Regions from separate parts of the Ovis aries genome. Here region 1 is linked to region 2. The links are chromatin contacts, called in public Hi-C maps. All regions are on one chromosome and are shown on one strand. Each heading gives the region's core, a stretch centred on a gene start, on an enhancer-like site or on the middle of the called end of the contact. The rest is flanking DNA. Distances are from core to core; before and after follow the strand shown.

Region 1 (2,700 bases), core at 2-2,501, 190 kb after region 2:
CCCCGAGATTCAAGGAAGGGAAGCTCTTTCTGGAGGAAAAGTACAAGTGTCCATGGAATTCTCCAGGCAAGAATACTGGAGTGGGTAGCCAGCCACTCCCTTCTCCGGGGGATCTTCCTGACCCGGGGATCAAGCTTGAGTCTCCCACATTGCAGGTGACTCTCCACCATCTGAGCCACAAGGGAAGCCCCTTTCTAGAGGAGCTATCTCTTTCTGGAAAGGACTAAGGGTCTAGCTGTATGAAGTCAGCGAATCGCAAAATGCTCTCCCTGTCAATGCTTCCAAAGAAGCTGTTCTCCATGGACTTGATGATAGAAAACGTAAACACAAGCGAGTTTTCTCAGTCGTCAGCTGAGGCGGCAGGAAGTTCTGATGGGTCGCTACTTAACACTTAACTGCAAGTGTGCTGCAGTTTTTTAACTGAGAAAAAGTATTAGAGGAAGTTCTCACCTGAATGCGTCTCCTGGGAAGACATGGACGGGGAACATTCGGGTTTCCCCATTTACTGTGTTTGATGACTATACCGCACCCAAATCTCTCCTGAGTATGATGTACATGGGGAAGCTGAGAGAAGACACTGACATTGTCCACATGGACAGTGACTTTAGGTCTCACATAAAATCTTTATTCTGCAGTGCAGTCCCAGGCCTGACTTTTCCCTCTCCGGTTCTCAGAGCAAACTATCTCCCATGCCAGCTCACACAGAGCAGGACTCCATCCCCTTAGCAACCTCCCAGGGAAGGTGACCTAGGGAAGGACCATCACTGCTCAGAAAACACATCCCCACCCTCCACATTTGGGAATTCAAGAGCAGAGGAGTGAGGGGCCTCAGAAGCAAGGCGATTGTCAGGAGGAGAAATGCAAGACGCTGGTGCTGGACCCAGCCATCCAGTTCTTGCCGGCACAGAGGTTGCTTTCATTCCTTTTCTTCTGTTAATTTGGCCTGTTTTCCAAACATGGGTCAAACAACCTCCCTCCCAGAAGCAGCAGCAGCAGAAGGAAATGTTATTAAAAACGGGTCCGTTAGTGGGCATGGTGTGTGGATGGAGTCTTTGGGATTTTGGCTGCCAAATAAAGACTTTATTGTTGTCATTCCTCCTCTCCCAAGCTCCCTCCCTCCCTTCCCTCCTCCCTTCTCCCCTCCTCCCTTCCTCCCTCCCTTCCTCTTCCCCTCCCTACTTACAATCAGCCTGGCCCTCCCCTAACCTAACCTCCCTACCCCAGTAGGATCTGGTGGAGGAAGAGTCAGGCAAACACAAGCACGCACACACCACTGGGAGACCAGAGCGTCTGGCTGGCTCTCTGCTGCCACAGCACCACTGAGGGTGGGGGGAGCAGAGGCAGTCTCGCCTCGCCGGAGATAAACCCGAGCTGAGAGGAGAGGCAGGTGGTTCAGGTAAGCCGTCTGGAGGAGGAAGGCTCCGGCCTCCAGCCAGCCCCTTCCTGCCCCATCCACGCCAGGCTACTGCTCTAGGCTCTGTCCTCGCCTGCCTTCCTTCCTTCCACCCCTCCTTCCTGTCCTCTACCAGATTTTCCTCCTTTCAGAGGAGCTCAAATCAGTCTTCCTCATTTCGTCTCCACCCTCTTCCCTCTCTTCATCATTCTGCACCCATGGATTGGCTTGCTGCAAAAGGCAAACTTTCTTGGTACGGCTGTGTGCTGTAGCCCAGAGCCATGCTGCACCCAGTGTTTCTACAGATCGGGTGCCCACGGAAACTCCACTCTAGAACCCACTCTGCTGCACCTTTGATGCTTCGTCACACACTGTCCCGGGCACACACGTGTGCCTCACAGATGCTGCACTTCCACTTCGCATGCACACGCACGAATGCACACACAGTGGGAAGGCGTCCTGTCCATTCACCTCCGTCCTGACGGCATTTGACATGCAGAGCTAGAGCACACAGTGACAAGACCCTGGCAGGAAAACACGCAGGCACGCGCGCACACAGCACCTAAGAGAGAAGAGCAAGTGCGTCCTCCCACCGAGCTGGCAGAGCCAAAGAAACCATGTGTCCCAAACGCAGGCAGATCAGGAACAGGATGAGCAGCAGCAGGGGCTGGAAAGATTTCTTCATTCTTTAGAACTTAATTGGGTGGAGGAGAGAAAAAAGCAGCTTTCTAACCTGCACGGTGTATTCCCAGTAGCTCTGACTTTCCCTGCCTCACTACTCTAAACCACTTTTCTTTTGGAAAGAGAGAGAAGAAAGCAACCCTACTCCAAAGCCTTAGAGGTACTAATTCCCAGCACTGGGGGTATTCATTTCTGTTTTCGGCAGGCAGCCAGAAAAGAATTCTCTTTAAAGCCACTTCAACATAATCCCACACTGGCAAGGGCTTCCTATGAGAGACGAAAAAAGACGTAGTTCCTTAATGAGTCAAGGGAGGGGAAAACTGAAGTGGGAAACTGAATTTTTTAAATAGGGTGGACCTTCTCCGTTTGCCCAGCTCATTCCTCTTCGATTATGCAGAGTGCTATCCCAAGGCAAGAAGGGCATAGCCTAGGAGAGGGTCTCCAAGTACGGCTGGTCTTCGAAATCACCTGGATGCAGGGGAGGGTGAGAGGTGCTCACTAGAAATACAGACAACTGGACCCTTTGCTTTAGATCCACAGGATCAAGACCCAAGAATCTGCTATTGTTTCAGGATGTGACAGGCAGCAAGGGTTTGGGAGTCTGAACCAGAGGCCTGAGGGACACA
Region 2 (2,700 bases), core at 201-2,700:
CTGAGAAGGGCTCAGCCTTGAGAAGAGCTGTCAGAAACCTGAATTCTTTGGCCTGGAACAGAATAGAAGCACAATAAACGACAGACATGGCCCTAACAGAAGCTGAAGATATTAAGAAGAGGTGGCAAGAATACACAGAAGAACTATGCAAAAAGATCCTCATGACCCAGATAACCATGATGGTGTGAACACTCACCTAGAGCCCATGGGTGGAAAAGCCCATAGGGAAACAGTGGAAACAGTGAGAGAATTCTTGGGCTCCAAAATCACTGCGGATGGTGACTGCAGCCATGAAGTTAAAAGAGGCTTGCTCCCTGGAAGAAAAGCTATGACCAACCTAGACAGCATATTCAAAAGCAGAGACATTACTTTGCCAACAAAGGTCTGTCTAGTCAAAACTATGGTTTTCCCAGTAGTCATGTATGGATGTGAGAGTTGGACTATAAAGCAAGATGAACGCTGATGAATTGATGCTTTTGAACTGTGGTGCTGGAGAAGACACTTGAGGGTCCCTTGGACTGCAAGGAGATCCAACCAGTCAATCCTAAAGGAAATCAGTCCTAAATATTCATTGGAAGGACTGATGCTGAAGCTGAAGCTCCAATACTTTAGCCACATGATGTGAAGAAATGACTAATTTGAAAAGACCCTGATGCTGGGAAAGATTGAAGGTAAGAGAAGGGGATGAGAGAGGATGAGATGGTTGGATGGCATCACCGACTTGATGGACATGAGTTTGAGCAAGCTCTGGGAGTTGGCCCTGGACAGGGAGGCCTGGCGTGCTGCAGTCCATGTAATCGCAGAGTCAGACATGAGAGAGAGACTGAACTGAACTGACTGAGAGCCTACCTCCGCTCTGAGAATCCCTGTGAGTCTGAGTTTTCCCTGTTTCACTCTAACTCGGGTTTTTTTGCTTTGCTTTGTTTGCTCCAGAGCTGACAATAAGGGAGAGAAGCGGATACCAATTTCTGAGCTAGGAATATGGAAGGGGAATCGGGCTGGACTCCGCTGCATATCAACGTTAATTCTGTGAACCAATTTTAGCAGGTCTGCCCTAACGGGGACCTTGAGGATTATCATGGTTGAAAATATTTGATTGCCCCATCTTCTATCTCTGTCTGTCTCTGCCTGTTTCCTGTGTCTGTCTTTGTCTCTTTCCATAGATACAAATATACATATATAATACATGCTTACATACACCTGTGTTTGTGTGTGTGTATATATATATATATATAAAATATATGCACATACATGTGTATTTCTCTGTCTCCGTCTCTAAACACTGATCTAACTTGAAGGATCACAGATGTGGATGGGACAAGAGTTTTCTCAGACATTCACTACCAGGTTGGTTCTTGAACTACTGGACGTGGGTCAGATTTTCAAACAAAGTCCCACTTCTCACCGCTAGGAGTCAGTCCACACTCAGCCTGAATCTGACGGTTTCATATTCCCTCCTTAGGCCAAACTCACATCCTTTGTACTGCAGTTTGAATACTCACTTTAGTGTGCGAGGGAAATAGTGATAAGACAGAAACTGGCCTTGCCTGATGGGTGGTGAAGTTTGGCGCTCTACGGGACTAAGGCACACCAAGAGAAGGGAGGAAAGAGGCAGAGCAGCTCAGGGAGTGTGGCAGGCTGCTGTCACGGCCCTGTATGAATACCAGCCCAGTGCTGGGCATATTTATTGACGCGCACAAACGTGGGAAAGCACTGTTTGTTTCCCAGAAACAGGTGCCAGTTCTCGCTGTTTCACCAGATTCCCCAAGTCGCGTCTTCCTGAAACAGGGAAAACTTTGTCTTCTCCCTGGCATCCACCTGTGATGTGAAGAGAGATCTTTGGAAAACAGACCTAAACACCTCTTTTCCCTCTGGAAGACTGCAGGGATTTCCCCTTGTCCTCAGGGTAAGCTTTTCCCCGAAGGCCTGACTGCCCAGCTAACTGCTCCAGCCCCAGTCCTGCTTCCCAGGGCTCCCTGAACCTCTCCCAAATCCCGTATGTCCAGTCTTCTGAATGCAGCAGACTGCCTCATACTTCTCTCCTTGACATGTGGTTCCCCCAGCCCGGAAAGGTTTTCCATCCCTTATTCTCCTGGCAGAGTCCTACCTGGTCTCCAAATCCAGCTCACACTGTCCCCAGGGACATAGTTGCGCATTCCTCTGAGGGTTTAGGACTCTGCCCTCGTACCTCACTGTTGTATTTCTATTCATATCTGTCTCTTCCTCCCATATGACCTCTCCAAGGTCAAAAACTCTCTTACTCATTTCTGCCTCCTCAACATCTGGGCCAGTGCCTGCAGCAGAGTAGATGTGTACTGGAGAGCTAGTGAGTGGATGGATGGGATGTTTACAGCGGCTAAGGGCTCGGGGCCTGCTTTTGGTGGAAGGTTGGATTGAAACACCAGCTCCACCACCTGCTAGTCACAGGATTTTTCCAGTTGCTTAGCCTCTCTGCCAATCTCCTAATCTGTAAGGTTGCTGTTTTTGTTATTTAGTCATTAGGTCGTGTCTGACTCTTTTGAGACTCCATTCACCGTAGCCCACCAGACTCCTCTTTTCCAGGCAACAACATGGGAGTGGGTTGCCATTTCCTTCTTCAGGGGATCCTGCAGGACCAAGGACCAAACCCACATCTCCTGGATTGGCAGGAGGATTCTTTACCACTGAGCCACCTGAGAATTCCACTTATGTGAAAATTTA

What was found. Hi-C and Micro-C count contacts between places; a contact is called where the count stands out from the background.
Region 1: a contact with region 2 is called in a Hi-C map of liver, with 4 times the contacts expected there. The contact joins the promoter of PRELP here to the enhancer-like site in region 2. A contact is called at or near these places in 4 of 16 Hi-C or Micro-C datasets (blood, liver and tail adipose tissue).

What each region holds. Positions count from the first base shown.
Region 1 is chr12:1,037,103-1,039,802 of ARS-UI_Ramb_v3.0, forward strand. It overlaps PRELP (proline and arginine rich end leucine rich repeat protein), which reads left to right and starts at 1,252. Exons shown (of 2, transcript XM_060395985.1): 1 at 1,252-1,396.
Region 2 is chr12:847,506-850,205 of ARS-UI_Ramb_v3.0, forward strand. LOC132657451 (a long non-coding RNA gene) reads right to left here. Exons shown (of 2, transcript XR_009595655.1): 2 at 1-2,700. Among named protein-coding and RNA genes, the nearest start is that of BTG2, 34 kb to the right of the region's middle. Within about 2 kb of position 1,451, at least 3 of the 54 cell types and tissues checked have an H3K27ac peak or open chromatin away from gene starts, as enhancers often do. A contact at or near this core is called in liver, where this site is marked.